Regions from separate parts of the Bicyclus anynana genome. Here region 1 is linked to region 2. A link is a contact called in public Hi-C data. All regions are on one chromosome and are shown on one strand. Each heading gives the region's core, a stretch centred on a gene start, on an enhancer-like site or on the middle of the called end of the contact. The rest is flanking DNA. Distances are from core to core; before and after follow the strand shown.

What was found. A called contact is a pair of places that touch in the nucleus more often than the background predicts.
Region 1: a Hi-C map of whole larva shows a contact between it and region 2, with 4 times the contacts expected there. The contact joins the promoter of LOC112057183 here to the promoter of LOC112052471 in region 2. A contact is called at or near these places in 2 of 2 Hi-C or Micro-C datasets (whole body and whole larva).

What each region holds. Positions count from the first base shown.
Region 1 is chr3:6,033,316-6,036,015 of ilBicAnyn1.1, forward strand. It overlaps LOC112057183 (TATA box-binding protein-like 1), which reads right to left and starts at 1,289. Exons shown (of 5, transcript XM_052891306.1): 1 at 1,024-1,289. It overlaps LOC112054042 (rho-associated protein kinase 2), which reads left to right and starts at 1,838. Exons shown (of 13, transcript XM_024093687.2): 1 at 1,838-2,460. The coding sequence starts at 2,280.
Region 2 is chr3:5,891,969-5,894,668 of ilBicAnyn1.1, forward strand. It overlaps LOC112052471 (rab3 GTPase-activating protein catalytic subunit), which reads left to right and starts at 1,270. Exons shown (of 4, transcript XM_024091564.2): 1 at 1,270-2,599; 2 at 2,677-2,700. The coding sequence starts at 1,349. LOC112052472 (CBY1-interacting BAR domain-containing protein 1-A) reads right to left here and starts at 944. Exons shown (of 8, transcript XM_024091565.2): 1 at 735-944; 2 at 1-83. The coding sequence starts at 871.

The DNA of each region.
Region 1 (2,700 bases), core at 39-2,538, 140 kb after region 2:
TTACAATGAAATCTATAAGTGTATTACTGACATTACATTAATGAATCAATAAAATTTTCCTAGAATTTTCAAGTATTTAAACATAAAGGTGTAGAGGATTATATAGAGCAGCTTCATTAGAATTACTGGTCAAATGAATGATAATTTAAAGAAGTACATGCCACACAAAGGACTCACTGAACACAAAATATTCCATCAAAATGGATATGCCAAATCAATCCAGATTTTTATGTGGTAAACATACCTACTTGAAAAATTTTACTACAGCACCAACACCCAGTTAGAGTTAAATGCTTTCAATATTTTAGGAGATTTTGATACTTTTTTTTTGCACTAATGTGGGTCATTACTGTCATAGAACAAAATTTTGCGAAAAACTCAATGGAGGGGCAGTAATTTAGGCCACTTCCCACGGCGCGACGAGATGCGACGACATGACACTCGCACAGCTGACTGCCGGACCGTCGGCCCCGCGCGCCCCGGCCCCCGCGGCCTGCGCCCCCAGTCATATTGCTCTCGTCACAGAAACAGATCAGTATGTAATAATATTGCTCTTACACGTTTGCCATTCAAAAATTTACACCCGTTCGCTAGAACCACAATGAAAACGAACGTGTTTCGATGTTTAATATAACCCGAACAAAGTTTTTTATGTGTTTAGGAATTCATAAATTTAATTTTTGACCGAAATGTTGAGAATAATGAAGAAAAATAGGCATCAGCTAGCAGTTATTGACCCCATAATAAAGATTAAACCACACGTGATTAAGAGGAGATAGATAATGAATGTTTAACTTTTCGTTGGTAATTTTACACCAAATGGTCACTATGTAGACAAAAAATAACCCAATCGATTGATCCTGATAAAAAAACTTGCATGAAAGACCTCTAACGAATAACGAACAGCTGAAACGGAATGACAAAGCAAAGGATGGACGTTTTGGATATACCAACCTAGGAATTAGGATTATCAAAATCAATCAATTTAAAGCTTGTCCACAAATACAAATAAAAATAAATTACCTGAAATTGTGTGCTATATTTGTCACAATTATTTTTACACCACCAATGAAGTAATAATTTTCATTGCAACTTAGACTAGAAATTTAACTAAAAGCTCAAGTTAGGCGACTCACAGTATAGGTTACATGCAATACTATATTTATAGTAACTTTATAGTTAAAAAGCCAAAAAATATCGCACATAGAATCAGAAAATTAAAAGCTTTTGCACATCCTGCACCGCCATATTCTATTCGACGAGAACAAAAGTGATTTCGCTCAATTCATTCATTTACATCTGCTGCGTGAATGAATGAAATGAAATGTAAAGTGACCTACAGCTACAGACTATATAAATCGCGGAAAGAACCAAAGAGCATATAACAAAACAATTTAAGCCATTGCCAAATTATATTGGACTATTCGGAGGAATTACTGTAATTATACATTCAAGACGGAAGAGAAAAAAGCTTGATCACAAATCGCTACCTTTTTACTAAAGGTACGCTACTTTTTTACTTTTTACAGGGTGTATCATATTAAATATATACCCTGCCCTGTAATCAAAAATTAATGAAGTTGTATCTACAACAGTTGTAATGGGTTTCCTGCATAATGTAATCCTGCAGCCTAAGTTTTAATGGCCCATTATTTTGTCTTGTTGCCGTTAAAAAAATGTTGTATGAGAGCTATTTTATTGAAAGAAAAAAAAGATTTTTTGCTCTTACGAGTTAATCATTTCATTTTTAGTCTGTAAATATTTTTCGTATATCTGTGTCTGGCTACCAATTTCTGGCTAACTTCATTCTGGTCGCCATTGCAAAGTGCGAACCTTTTGATGTTTGCCAACTTCAGATTATTGTTTGAGTGGTTTGATCATCGTTCATCAATCAAGCGGTTTTTATTAATTAGTTATTTTTTACATTATTCTCAATGTTGTGCCAATTAGTTTTGTAAATAAGTTGCGCAGTATCATTAAAAGTTCATCAAATGTGCTAAATAACATTATAACAATCGGTTATGTTTGCAAACGTGCATATGCTTTGTTGTGAGAACCACCTTTATCTGCTGTCACTCTAAACTGTAGCAAGTAAATTTTTCTATAATGAAACATAAGTTTCTCGCTGTTTCATATGCTAGTTAGTCCTAGATAGTGTTCAGTGAGAATACGATTGATGCGTTGATGTGCCGTAATGAGAGTGGTGTTCCCATTCGGTGTACCTTTGAGGAGAATGTACGGTGGCGTTTAGTACACGATAGAGTGATCCAGGGCTCAGTATGGGGACAGTAAAGGACGAGGAGCGCTTGCGGCGCCTACGCGCGCTGGAGGAGAAGCTGTGCGACCCGCGCTCCACGGGCAACGTGGATTGTTTGCTCGACACCGTCACGGCACTCGTCTCCGACTGCGATCACCCGGCCATCCGACGGATGAAAAACGTCGAGGCCTACACCAGCAGATGTGAGCCTTCCCATAAATACCCGCCGCCCTTAATTAATTTGGATGTCTCTTAATGTCATGAACAATGAATGAGACTATTCTATCAGTTATTACATTCTTTGTGTAACAAGTCACTATACTACATTATTAATTAGTATGATACGATAAATAAATTGGCAAATATTTCAAATAGCTCTCAGTTAAATTGCTTATGAAATACATTTATATACAACTACTATAAGTATTTGCTCTATTGATTAG
Region 2 (2,700 bases), core at 20-2,519:
CAGTACTTAGCGATTTGTTTACTATTTCATTATTGGCGTATTCCTTTAAAATTTTAGCTAGTTCGTCACCCATATCACGTAATCTGTAATAAAATTTATATAATTTATAAATGAAACAAAGGTTCTAAATATATTCTAGCCGACGCCCCGTGATTCCACCCGCGTAGTTCCCGTTTCCGTGAGAATACGGGGATAAAATATAGGTGGGGGAGAGCGTTCATCCCAAGCCACATTTAGTCTTTAATACGAATTTACCTACGGATTTTGCATATTTTTAATAGTTTTTAAAAATAAGTGTTTTTTTATACAGCAAGCAAGGCACTACCAATCTCACTTTGGGGAAAGTTGTGTTAAAGCTGATTTTCATGCTGTAGCTGCTTTAATTAAAATTTTAAAGATGTGATCTTTGTTAAACATTATGGATCAAATTACTAAAATACTCCTTTTATAAATAGGTAATCTTTTATTTGTTTTGTAGAGAAAGCATTGAATGAAATAATTATTTTTCTTACAAGATGACCTGAATTATAAAAAAGGTCCTGTAAAAAAATTATTTTATCCATTAATTACGGGACATCCTGTATAGCTTATGACACTCACAAATAACGTGGCTTTCTAGTGGTAAAATAATTTTCAGTCCGGTTCTGTAGAGTCAGAGATTAAATCCCCTACAATACCACAAACTTTACCTTTTTATAATACTAGTGTAGATTAGTAAAGATGAGTATAGTTACTTAGCGGTTTTTCTTGTGTAATCTCCGAAACCCACACACAACTCGCCAAAATTCTTTTCAACATTTGTGATGCGGTCTTGAATAAATTTTGCTTGTTGCTCATAACTTAATGAATGTGCATTATCTCCTCTAAACATATTTAATTTCGTCTTTTACATATACTTAGAAAACACTGGCGGTTTATTTTGTATTTAGATTTCCGTTACCTTGGTTACATGAGCACAGATTATGTACACTGGCTGGTAAGACAAACTGTCTATGGCATTTTGAACAATGTAGCATAGAGTATAAATGTGTAATGTATCCTCTTTGTGATAGCTTTTATCATTTATATTAACAATTTATATATTTTATTGACAACAAAGAAATTGTCGACATCTTTAATGAGTGAAAAATAATCGTAATACTTTCTAATCAGTAATTATTCAGTGGGTCTCAATAGTCCAATAGTTCAAAATAAGAGCATCACTCAACCCATAGACAAATAGATTACTGAAATCAAAGAGTAATATGTTCTATACATCTATAGTCTATGAATAAACGTCATTGTCATAAACAGCTGTTCATTCCACAAATAATCAACAATAAAAATAAGAAATTTGCAAAAATTAACAATGAATGAAGAAATTGATGAATATGACATATATCATCAAGATTTCACAACAGCTTCAGAATGGGAAGTACTGATAGCACGATTAGAAGAGATACTCTTTGAGTGGAATTTATCTAAATCTAAGTTAACTAAAACATGTACAGAATACACAAAGAAATGGATTGCGAAAACGGAGGAAGTAAAGTTCCGTGGTTTGAGTTTTACACTGACGTACAACGCATTAGAACCAGTTAAAAATACAGACAGTGAAAGAGAACCGGAAGAAAAATCTTTCTTAAATGATGTTCAGCAAAATCTGTGGGATTCCACTACAAACTTCATGGACAATATTGACGGAAGTCCGTTTCCTGTATCAAACTGGTTCGGGCTCAAGAGATACCTCATGCTGTATCCTAAAGCTCCACTCATCGATGGCAGTCTAATAAAGCTCATAATGAGTTCTGTTAACATTGCATTTTCGATAGTAGACTGTGGTGTTCCATTTTTTGTTAAAATTAGGGAACACTGGCAACACACTTACTTAGGAATTTTTGAAGACAATGATTACAAAGTTAGCTTCGACGTCATACATCTGAAGCGTATATCAAATCAGTGTTCACATCTCAGCGGCTTAGTCAGTATGTTTAAGTCTAAAATATCATCACCTGTGCCTCTAGACGCTGTCGTAATATCCACAAAATTTTCTTATGAGCTCAAAGATTCAGACTCCTTTACGTGGAGGAAGAGGACTCATTCGAATGAGTTCTTATCAATTGACGGATTTGATGTTAAAAAGTTAATAGAGTTACCATTTGGCTCTGAGAATAATCCTCTGCATAGTGCTCTACTTAATGCAATTTGGCCACATTTCCGAGAAAGTGCCATTGTTGACTCATCAACATTCTCTGATATTGATCCTATAATGGCACCCACTTGGACAATTAGTCTTAAGTTAAGAAACAACATTAACTGTATGCTATCAGAAGTTATAAGAAAAATAATGAATTTATTAGATAGAGATAGCTTACTGATGGATGTTTTAGGACTTAGCAGAAGTCTGGGCTTGGTCAATCCGTTGAACAAAATCACAGAAGCCCCAATAACTATTTCTAAATTAGTAAAAGCTGCAGTAGGTAGGAGCACTCATTTTTCAGAATTCAAGGGCCCAATATCTGATGATTTGTTGATGCCTTTGCTCTATTATGTGTTTCCTGATGCTGTAGAGGACAATACTTTCCCTTATCCTGATACATTGGAAATAGGGAATAAAAAGGTTTGTTTACATATATTATTATTTTGAATTGTGTAGTTATAAATATGTAATTAACAGTTATCATATACTTTTTTTAGGATGGCAATGAATTCAAATTATGT